2 separate regions of the Mus musculus genome follow, and region 1 is linked to region 2. Evidence: chromatin contacts called from public HiChIP or PLAC-seq data. All regions are on one chromosome and are shown on one strand. The core of a region is the stretch at or near the end of the contact, and the rest is flanking DNA. Distances in the headings are between cores, read along the strand shown. Region 1 holds the start of Atp10b (ATPase, class V, type 10B). Region 2 has its middle 120 kb from the start of Atp10b.

Region 1 (6,096 bases), core at 1,235-3,734, 130 kb after region 2:
TTTAGTTGTGGATTCTGTTAACGAGCCTGGCAGCAGGGAAATCTGATGCTAAGCACCATACTCTACAATTGCTGGTCACCTTTGAGTGACTGGGACCAAAATACCCAACAAAAACAACTTCTGCAAAGCAGCCTCTTTTTGGCTCATGGAGTTCAGTCCAAGGTTGTTTGGCTCCGGTCCTATTGCCATGCATGACCAAGGCCACTTACAAAAGAAGCATTTAATTTGGGGCTCCAGTTCCCAGAGCATTAGAGCCCATGATCACCATGGCCAGGAGCTTGTCAGCAGGGAGATAGTCATTAAATAATTCTACCAACCAGAGACTGTATTCTAAAATATTTGCCCATGGGGGCTGTTCACATTCAAACCACCAAACTCCATGTGCTTGGGCAGAACTTTGTGGTGGAGGGAGCACTGTGTAAAAGTTCTGACAGTGGCCAAGCCTCTTCCAGAAAGGGCCTATAAATGTCAAGCAAAGTTAAGGCCTGAAGAGCTGGGTCCCCTCAAGGCAAGAACCTGTGAGGCCAGAATCTCCTGGCCTTTCCAGAGGGATTTCTTGGTTCACTTTTGCCTTGTGTTTGCAGATTTTTGGCTCTGCTATTGGCAGTTTTTACTGACACTTTGTCTGTGACAGACGTTTCCCTAGAATCAGAAAAAGAAAGCTCCAGCCATGATTCACTCTTGTTCATCTCTGAGGATTGTGGGAGCAGAAGAGATCCTTATTAACTCCTTTGCTTGTTAATAAGGATGATTTGGTTGAGTCAACACCAGAGCTTGTCTGGGTATGTCAGCTGATGGCCAGATGTTCTCTCCCGATAGGAACTTGGCTCGGACAACAATTTGCCCACGCAACTGTTCCAAACAACAGTTAGGTGATTATCAAAAATTGAGAAAGGTCTTGCTGGATCATTGGTTCCAAGAATAAATGAGAACACTCAGAGATGCTAAAACAAGAGAGAGGAACTGTCTCAGGTTACTAATTTGCTGGGAGCCCTTGGCATTAAAGGAACTAGATCTCCTGATCAGGATGTGGGGAGACAGTAGGTACCAATAAATAAGTCCGAATTTCCTGGATATGTAGCCTATCACTTCTTTATACTGTAACTGCAATTGCTGCCAACTACAGACACTTGGCTATGTACCTGTGTTCTGGGTTAAATATTAACTGATTGCTGAGGCCAAGTGGATTATGGGTTACCAGAAAAAAGCAGGGATTGAGGAAGAGAAGGAAGGGAAAAGTACAGTGTGCACATTATTTGCAAATGTAGGAGGTCCTTAAAAGAGGTTGTTCATAAAAAAATTAATATAAAACTTTTCAGCTGTGGAAAAAAAATAGATATGGGAATAGAGGTAAACTGAGCTGTCTCCGTGCCAGAGTGTATGAACTGCTCTTCTCCGTCCAAGTCTTTCACAGACTCCATACATCCTCCTTCAGGTTCTAAAACCACTAGAGCTGGGCCCCAGCCTCTCTTCTTCCTATTCTGATGGATAGGAAGCAAAAAGAGAAGATTACACAGGCTGAGGCCAAAACAAGTCACAGCCCAGAGACTTACGTTATCTGCAAAGAGGCTTGGCCTCCTACTTTTCACCACCCCACAATAATACTGTCACAGTGCAAATGCATCAAGCCGGAGCCGGAGCCATCGGTGCCCAGGCATCCCTCAGAACAGTGCTTCCCAGTCTTCTGAATGCTGCATTTATTTAATACAACTCCTATATTATGGAGCACAAATTGTTTGTTTCATTGCTACTTTATAGCTATAACCTTGCTTCTGTTATAAATCATAATGTTAATATTTTTGGAATCAGAGGTTTGACAAAGGAGTTACAGCCCACAGGTTGAGAACTGCTACCCTAGACATGTCTTAATCCAAATATAGTAACAATCAAATCAGCCATCTAGGAAGAATATCTTCTTGGCCAGGCACTCAGGTGTGAGATATACCAAATGGAATTATAATCCCCAAGACAAAGATGATAGAAAAGACCAGCTTACATTTATGATACAAGCAGTGGTCACCACAGCCTAGTCACTGCATGTCCAGGTGTCCTTGAAAAGTATCTTTCTGCGCTGTTCCACTTTCCATTCTCATTGAAATACCAGCAACAGCAACAACAAACAGAAAGATAGAAAGAAAAAGGAGAGAGACACAGAGACACAGAGACGCAGAGAGAGAGAACCTATAAAACCTACTAGGCTGCCATTCAAATTGTTGTATAGTTGATAATGACATTGAACTGCTAGTCCTCCTGCCTGTCTCCTGAGTGCTGGGATTATGGACGAATGCCCTCTATACCAGGTTGTGATGGTTTGTATATGCTCAGCCCAGGGAGTGGCACTGTTAGAGGGTGTAGCCCTGTTTGAGTAGGTGTAGCCTTGTAGGAGTAGGTATGTCAGTGTGGATGTGGGCTTAAAAACCCCATCCTAGCTGCCTGGAAGCCAGTATTCTCCTAACACCCTTCAGATGAAGATGTAGAACTCTCAGCTCCTCCTGCACCAGGCCTGCCTGGATGCTGTCATTCTCCTGCCTTGGTGATAATGAACTGAACCTCTAAACCTGTAAGCCAGCCCCAATTAAATGTTGTCCTTTATAATATTTGCCTTGGCCATGGTGTCTGTTCACCGCAGTAAAACCTTAACTAAGGAATAGGTTTATGTTTGGTGGAACCCAATGCCTCTTGCTTTTTGTACTCTGCCTACAAGCTATGTCCCCAGACCCATCCATTTGATGTCCTGCTCTGAAATTTTGTAAGGTTAAAATGTTCATAGCCAAAGAAATCCTAAAGACTAAAGAACTCTTGGTAATGGAATCCATGTGACATGGAAATTGAAGGAGGCAACTCTGGAGGGAGAAGGAGTGGACCAGAAGGGGGAAGTACATAGGGCATGCAGAGAGAGAGTGGGTGGAGCAATTAAAACAAAGCATGTTGACATATATGGATAAAAATGTTATAATAAAACCCATTACATAGTATGCTAACTTTTTAACTTAATTTAATTTAATTTTTGGTTCTTGGTTTTTCAAGACAGGATTTCTCTGTGTAGGCTTGGTTATCTTTGAACTCTCTCTTTAAATCAGGCTGGCTTTGAACTCACAGAGATCCTCCTGCCTCTCTCTCTCAAGTGCTAGAACTAAAAGTGTCTACCACCACCGTCCAGCCATATGTTAACTAATTTTTTTAAAAATTCAATTAAAAAGTATTTAAAATATAAACATTTCTCATTTTGTCTTAAAATATGTCAACACAATTTTATGTACTTCCCAATTTGTTCCTCTCAAATTTGTTCCTACATGGATAGTATTAGGAATATGATTATTCTTCCAGAGGACCTAGGTTCAATCCTCACACTCACATAGTGACTAACAACTGTCTGTAAGTTTAGTTCCAGGACATCCAATAACCTCTTCTGGCCTCTTCAGGCACCAGACACATAAATGGTACACAGACAAATATGCTGGTAAAATACATATCTATACATATACATTAAAAATTTAAATTAACCACATGAGCAAAGGATGGTAAAAATAGCTTTCTTCATTTTTTAAAAGCCAATTCATTATTTTAAAGGTTTCTTTATTTTTATATCATGTGTCTATATGTACATGCTTGAATGTATATATGTATGTATGTATATGATGTGTATACCTAGTACCTACAGAGCCCAGAAGAGACTATCAGATCCCCTGAAACTGGATTTGCATGTAATTGGCAGCCATCTGATGGCTGGGAACTGAACTCACCTGGGTTCTCTGTAAGAACTGCACTCTTAAGCACTAAGCCATCTCTCTAGCCCCTCTTTCTTCTTTTTATGTTGAAGATGAACAAGGTGAATGGAGAACGTTTACTGTTAAGAATGAGCCAAATTTAGCCTCCTAGCATCCCATCTTTGCAGACCACAATTTGGCTTTTCCATGACATCATCAACCATGTCATCAACAACTGCCACACTGACACCATCACTTGCTTTCACAATGCTGATCCTTGTGGTAGTTGTATAATTTTTTTTTATTGTTTACTTAATGTATCTGACCTTAAAACAGATGCATCGCAGGAACTTTTTCTATTTTTCTAAGATTGAACTCTACATGTACAAAAGAAGAGATGCCATGTTGTATTATCCTCCTTACCATAGTGACTTCTTGTGTTCACATTCCACTCAGCTCTCCTGATCACAGCAACTTCCTGTGTGTTTGCAGACTATTGTCACCTGATCCCAGAAATGACTTGCTCTCTTGACTTTTCTTGGCTCCGATGGAAATGGCGAACCCAAGATGGCTTCTCCCAATCTCCATCAGAAACCACACCACTGCTTTCTCCAGAGACAGACAGACAGAGCCACAACACAGCAGAGCAGCGGGTCGTATACCCCAACAACAGCATGTGTCACCAGGACTGGAAGAAGGTCTGCAGGAGGTACCCAGGCAACAGCATCTGTACAACCAAGTACACTCTCCTCACCTTCCTGCCCCAGAATCTCTTTGAGCAGTTTCATAGGTATGCAGCTGGGTCTCCCAACAATATATACCATGGCCTAGCATTGCTGCTGAGATGATGCAGTTCTCTTTGATATCCAAATGTACATATGGAACAAGCTCCTCTCATTTATCAAGTGTTGACTTATCACATCATGTGTTTGCGTAGTAAACATATATGGAAAGAAGAGACTGAACTCATTGTTTGCCCCATTTAGTGAAGGAGATACATTAATTTTTAAATTGCCAAATTGACTTAATTCTATAACTAGAAAAAAAAATACTTGCAAAGAAAGGTATGTGGTACTTTACAGTGTGAATTTGGTAAACAGAGCAATGTCAGCCAAGACTCCCTTGAAGAAGTAACAATTCAGACATGACTGGATGAAAAGATAAAGAGACACCCTCGGTAGATAACTCACTGAGGGGTAAATATTCACTGAGCCAAATATGAGGACTAGACTGTTCAGATCCCCAGAACCTCTGTATAATCTGGGCAAGTGGGAAGTTATCTGCCTGTAGACCCAGATCTTAGGAGACAGAGAGAGACAAGGGAGCCCCGGAGTGAAATTGCCTTGTTTAGATCAGTGAAATCAATGAGCTCTGAGTCAAGTAAGAGACCCTCCTCATTAATAAAGTAGAGAGTGATTGAGGGAGACTCCAAGCATCAACATCTGGCATGCACACATGTACACATGCACATGTATTAACTATAAATCAAATATTACCTTAAAATCCCAAGATTTGTTAAAATTTGTAACTAACATTGACGACTGTTATGCTTCAGAACCCTTTTGTGTATGCAAAACCAATTTTTATATCACATAACATTTATTAAAAGCCCTTTAAAGTAGATAGGGTAATATGATGTCCTCTTTGCACAAAAGAGAACAAATGTAGGCAGGTCAGTGAACTAGGAAAGCAGCGGAAACAAGGCTAGCAAGATGGTTCAGATGGTAAAGGTGATCACTACCAAGACTGATGCCCTGAGATCAGTCCCTAGGACCCATGGTTAGAAGTTGAGAATCCATTCCCACAAGTTGTCTTCTGACCTCCACATTCACATCATGGCAAAAGGCATGTGTGCTCACACACACATACACACATACACACACACACACACACACACACACACACACACACACACACACACAAAGAGAGAGAGAGAGAGAGAGAGAATAGATTAATGTTATTTTTAAAAAAGCTATAGCATTTACTCTAATGCCTTTACTTTTTTACTTGAATTCACAGTGAAAGAGATGTTTGAGTTGGGTAAGAGCCAATAACTAGGAAGAAACTGGAAGAGTATATTTTTCTCCTCCAGAGTCTCCACTGCCACTTTGCTTGTCCCTCTAGGTGGGCCAACCTCTACTTCCTGTTCCTGGTGATTCTGAACTGGATGCCCTCCATGGAAGTCTTCCACAGGGAAATCACCATATTTCCACTGGCCACTGTCCTGTTGATCATCATGGTCAAAGATGGCATAGAGGACTTCAAGAGATATTGCTTTGACAGGGAGATGAATAGTGCCAGCATTCAAATATATGAAAGGTAAGGGACTCTACAACTGTTTCCTCTATTGCAGAAGGTTAAATAAATTCACCAGCATATTTAACGGGCT
Region 2 (5,706 bases), core at 209-2,708:
GTACCAGTAGCTCTATTCCCCTGACATCAAATTCAAGTGCTTGGGAATAACATTGAAAATAGATGGCTGTGTTTGAAAAATAAAATATCAAGACATGAAGAATGTGGAGACTGATGTACATTTCAGAGCTCAAAGGTAATTTCACTGTATTTTATTATCATCTGTCAGACTTAAAGCATTAAGGAGACTAGAAAATTGATTGTCACAGAGGTTTCTGAGGACAATGGTTTCTCTGAGTTGGTGTAAATATATTCAGAGAGACTTGTTCCCACTTAATAACCTGCGTTTTTCCTTCGGAATCACTGATGCGTTCACTTACAGTGTTTGAAAGGCAGTTTGTCCTCTGCTGTCAAGTGAACTTGATAGAATAACAGAAAAAAAATTGAAAAATTCAATCAGATCTTGTTACTTCTCTAGGGACTTTCTTGACTACTTACTCTATTTAAGAAGTAAAAAAAATGGAACACCATGTTTCTTTGGTCTTGTACAAAATAGAAACCCAGTTGGAGAGAATGAAATCTCCTTGGCAGATGCCAGGTTCCCCTCTCCACATGCCGTGGCAAGTACACTGGGATGTGGGGCCCTTTGGAGGGTAAAGCCATGTCTAAGGGATTATATCACATTTTCATGCTATGATGTCAGAGACTGCACTCATCAGCTTATTTATTGCTTATGGCATGATTGCTAATCCAGACACCTAAGACATTAATAAGAAAATAATAATGAAAAATATCCCCCTAATCAGAATATAAAGTTGTGTGTTGACTTTCATATAACTGCCTATTAAAGAGGCTCAGACTTCTGTTGGAACTGTTTCACTTGATTCAGTAGACATTTAACTGAAAATCTTTGAGTAGGGCAAGGGTTAAAATTCTTTTCCCATGTGCTCTAGTTTCCTTATCTAAGAATGCAATGTCATGGCTTTACCAGTGGTTCTAGGAATTAAGGTAATCATGTTGGAAATCACCAGACTATATATTACTCACTGAGTTCTTACTATCTGCCAATGCTGGTCCAATGCCTATAGAGGGTCATTTACATTTATCATTTAGCTGTGTGGTATGACCATGCAGATTAACCAGCTTATCCATCATGATGTGGAAGGAAGAGGTGGAGCCAAAATTAGAACCCAGAGTGTCTGGCTCTCAGTATCTTATCTTTAGGACTTAGATCATTGTTCTTTGCCTTGTGTTACATAGTGACCCATGCCAGGGAACTCTCAGCAGCCTGTGCTTTGCTTCCCACAACTGCTGCCCCTTACTCTATTTGTGTCTGTGTGTGTGCATGTGTGTGTATGAGTGTGTGAAAGAGAAAGAGAGAGAGAGAGAGAGAGAGAGAGAGAGAGAGAGAGAGAGAACTTGTAGAGGAGAAGGAGGGGAGAGTGTAGCTATGAGTAGTAGCACAGGTGCCCATGGAGACCAGGAGATGATGTCAGATACTCCTGAAACTTAAGTCACAGGTATCTGTGAGTCACTTAAAATGTGTGTGCTAGGAACCGCACTCTGATCCTTTTCAAGGGCAGTAACCACTATTAACCACTGAGTCATTTGTCTAGACCCTTCCTGCCTCTTTTTTACTTAAGCAAAAACTAGATACCTTCCATATATCACGTTTGAATCATTATGGAATTAGCAACAAATAAGAGATGTCCATGTCCTTCCAAATTTCCCAATCTAGCCAGAGATGTGGAAACATAAACTCATAATTACATACTAGTAAATATTGTGCTGAAGAACAAGAAAAGGACAGTAGTCCCTTATCTGTCATTCCATCTTCCAATAAATCATAGTTACATCATTTGACTACAATCCAAAAATATTATATAGAAAATTTCAGAAATAATCAATAGATTTTAAATAAACCTTATAAAGCAGAATGTTATGATTAGTTGATTTTGTTATTGATTTTTATAGTACATAATTTATAAAGTATACTATATAATTAATATGTATGTAAAGTAGAATATATACAGTATTTATTACTATACTTCTTTATAGGATCTTAGAATATGTCCTCCTTGGGTATATAGGAGCACTACATTTAGTTTGGCTTCTACTTCAAAGAGGGTTCAAGATCTGATGTGAAATCCATTAAGTTTGTTGTTCAGATTCATTGACTTTATATAACATTTTATTTATCACATACACACTGAGAACTAATTTTAAGCATATAATTTGATGATTTATACATGAGTAAACATGTCCATATAATGTCTATCTGATGCTGGTAGTCTTAGGTTTTCTACCTTTGCTGGGTCTCAGAGAGTTGACACACTTCTCCAGATCAAAATTTATACACAAAGTATGCTCAGAGAAGTGTCACAGTGGCCTGAAACACTGCTCCACTGTTCCTACTACATGCCACTAGCCAAAGTACTTCTGTGTCTTATTTTTCCTCTCTTTCTTGCTATAAACATAAGTAGATGTGTATATATTTTCTCTTACCCCTCTGTCTTTTATACAAAGTAATGTGTGAGAACTTTGTTTAAAAAAAAAAAAAGCTTTTTTTTTTCATTTAATAATGATTCTCCAAGATCACTCTACTGAACCATTTGCCCTGTTTACTCATAGCTAGGTGATAAATGGATCAATGAATGCATGTCCTATCATTTATTTAGCCAGTCACCTATGCTCACAGTCTCCTATGTTCCAGCAGTTTCTACAGATGCCATTGGAATGAGTAGAATGGTGACATGTCTCCCTATTGAGACTGTGTCTTCAGTATAAATTCCTAGAACTGGAATTGCTGGGTTGAGAGGGACATTTTACTATAGTCATTAGTGTAGAGCCAATGATATGGCCCAGCAAGTAAAGGAGCTTGCCCCCAGGTCTGATGGCATGAATTTAATTCAGAATTTATAGTAGATGGAGAGAATCGAGCCTTAAAGTTGCTATCTGACTTCCACATATGTATGGTATACATACAGAGAGAGAGAGAGAGAGAGAGAGAGAGAGAGAGAGAGAGAGAGAGAGAGGCCCTTTTTTAAGTAGCTAATGGCCAAAGTTCCCTCAGTAAAGACTGTGTGTTTCTTTATGTTGTATTCCTCCTACCAGTGCCTACTGAAGCCTGTTTCCTCATAGCCCACTGAGCAGACTGTAGTGTCAAGCTCTGAGGTTTTGTCAGTCTGAACAATGAGCAATAACATGTCAGTCAGTTGTAGCCAGAATTTGTATCACTGTAAGTAAAGTTGGTTGCCCTCTCATATAAATCAAGACCCATGTCTTTATCATTTTATACATTTTGTATTTATTCCCTCTGCCCATTTGTCAACAGTTATCAGTCATTTCTCTCACTAGTGTTAATTCATTTTATATGTTAAGGACATTCATCTTGTTCTATGGTATGCTGGGAATACTTTCCATTTGCAATTGGTCTTTTGACTCATCTCAAGATGGTTTGCCACATATAGTGAATTTATTACTGTTTTCATATCTAGACTTTTAGTTATAATTACTTTATAGGTCCAAATTAGAGAAATTTAGCCCATATTTCCTGCTGATGCTGGCAAAGGTTTTATGTACATTTTGAATATTAATTTAGTTTCTTTTGCACATAAAAAATAAGTTGAATCTATTTTAATTTGCAAAATAATGTTCTTTAAAACTTATTATCCAGCAAACTAGTACCATTTATTAAAAACACATTCTTTTTTTTTTTTTAATGTTTCTTTGGCATCATTATAGTGCTTGTTTTACTCCAATTCTAGATGTTGAAAGTCTCCGGTGAATAATGTGAGGTTCTCTGAGCAGATGTAGAATGGTACTTAGCCATGAAAGTGGAGGCAGTTGATCTTGCCTGACAGATGAAGGTTTACCTGTTGAGATTCTTCTCATTTTCACTTTATAATTTAAGAGCTGATTCCACTCCTCATTCTGATGATCTATTTAGGCCTGACTGCTTACATTCCCTGAGGATAAATTCTATACCCATGAGTAACATATCCAATATAAGAAAATTCCAATCATGATACGATGTCATTGCTTTTAACAGCTGCATAATGCTCCATTGTGTAAATGTGTTGGGTTTTTGTTTGTTTGGTTGGTTAGTTTTGGTTTTTCCATTCTTTGGTCAAGGAACATCTTAGGTTGTTTCCAATTTTTGGCTATTACGAGTGAAATGCTATGAACATAGCTGAGTAAGTGATGTGATGTGATAGGATGTGTTAGGATGTGTTAGGATGTGATAGGATGTGATGGGATCTGATAGGATGAAGTGTCCTTTGGCTATATGCCAAAGGAGTGGCATGACCTGGGAGGCAGGCCCAAGACAATGACATGTCTTGATATAGATTTCCAATTTTCTGAGAAACCCTTTTGCCTATTTCTTGGACCCATTTCCCCCTCCTTGGTTACCTTGTCCAGCCTTGATGTCATAGTATGTGCCTAGTCTTATAGTTTGTTATGCCATGTTTGGTTGATGTCCATGGGAGGCCTGCTTTTCTAAGGGAAGATGTGGAAATCTGGGAGAGAGGTGAGGTCGCAGAGATCTGGGAGAGAGGAGAAAGGGGAAAAAGGCTGTAGGGATGGGAGGGAGGGGAAACTTTGGTCAAGGTATAATATATAAGAAAAGAATTTTTTTTAATTATTTTTAAAAAATCTAGAAAGAATATCTTGTACCAACCGTCCCATGCAATTTTTCAAATGGATACTACAGAAAGCAGAAAATGCATTATGAATTAATAAAGTATTCTTTAGAAACTCAAGGCTTTAAAGTGCATGGCAGAGAGACAAACAAAGTTGTCTTTAAATCTCAACATAATCCTATAACTCTAACATGAGGTTGAGTAAGAGATCTCAGTTTCTAATTGTGCCCACAATCCGAGTGTGCGTCACCAAATCCTGATGTGGAAGAGTGTGGCTCTGATAACTCTGAGCACATGTTTGAGACATTTAACATTTTGGGGAACAGGAGTAGTTAATCCATTCTAGTAAACTTATAGTAAGTACAGGGATGTCCTCAAGGCAAGAATGAGACTAATCATGGGGAAATAACTCAGAAAAGGTTCTTTGTGGCTAAGGCATGAAGCAGATTGGATGATATTTATTTTTAAAGTAATAAATTGTATCCATTTACATTCCTCCTCTGAAGGCAATGTCTGTGTTTTCTGTAGGATGGCTTCTGTGCTAGGGGTTATTAACTTGAGAGAGTGTCACTAACAACAAATTATATTTTAATGACAGGCAGGAAAAAAAACTGTTTATTTACTATAATTTCACGGAGAGACTTAATCATACTTTAGAAGCTCTGCTATGTTTCAAAACAATGATATATTTTAGGGAAAGAAACTGAAGTATGCTTTTCCCCTTCAAAAATTACCTCAACAGACATTTTACAAGGTTTTGCTACAATAGCATGGGGCTGTGCTAGTGACTTAAAGGGCAGAGAGAAGAGTAAAATGTGACCCTTGATCTCAAGGCATTTATGGTCTTATAAAGAATCATCTAAAATCATCCCTGTTTTATATCAAGCTATTCACAATAGGTAAAGACACAACCCACTTATATCTATAGTCACTGGCCTTTTAAATGCTTCCTTTTAAAATCTTCTTAGATGGGAAAAGACACACACACACACTTTTTTTTTTAATTAGGTATTTTCCTCGTTTACATTTCCAATGCTATCCCAAAAGTCCCCCATACCCACCCCTCCAATCCCCTACCCACCCACTCCCCCTTTTTGGCCCTGGCATTCCCCTGTACTGGGGCA

The links. HiChIP or PLAC-seq counts read pairs in DNA pulled down with a chosen protein or histone mark.
Region 1: a contact with region 2 is called in an H3K4me3 HiChIP or PLAC-seq map of intestinal villus epithelium, with 5 read pairs. The contact joins the promoter of Atp10b here to the enhancer-like site in region 2. A contact is called at or near these places in 4 of 39 promoter capture datasets (3T3-L1-derived adipocytes, hippocampal neurons and liver), 1 of 115 datasets of contacts at active chromatin or transcription factors (intestinal villus epithelium) and 3 of 9 other capture datasets (embryonic stem cells, liver and pancreatic islet).

Annotation. Positions count from the first base shown.
Region 1 is chr11:43,147,393-43,153,488 of GRCm38.p6, forward strand. It overlaps Atp10b (ATPase, class V, type 10B), which reads left to right and starts at 2,485. Exons shown (of 23, transcript NM_176999.3): 1 at 2,485-2,560; 2 at 4,200-4,497; 3 at 5,832-6,026. The coding sequence starts at 4,223.
Region 2 is chr11:43,022,288-43,027,993 of GRCm38.p6, forward strand. It overlaps a transcript of Atp10b not described here. Among named protein-coding and RNA genes, the nearest start is that of Atp10b, 120 kb to the right of the region's middle. Within about 2 kb of position 1,459, at least 6 of the 459 cell types and tissues checked have an H3K27ac peak or open chromatin away from gene starts, as enhancers often do. A contact at or near this core is called in intestinal villus epithelium, where this site is marked.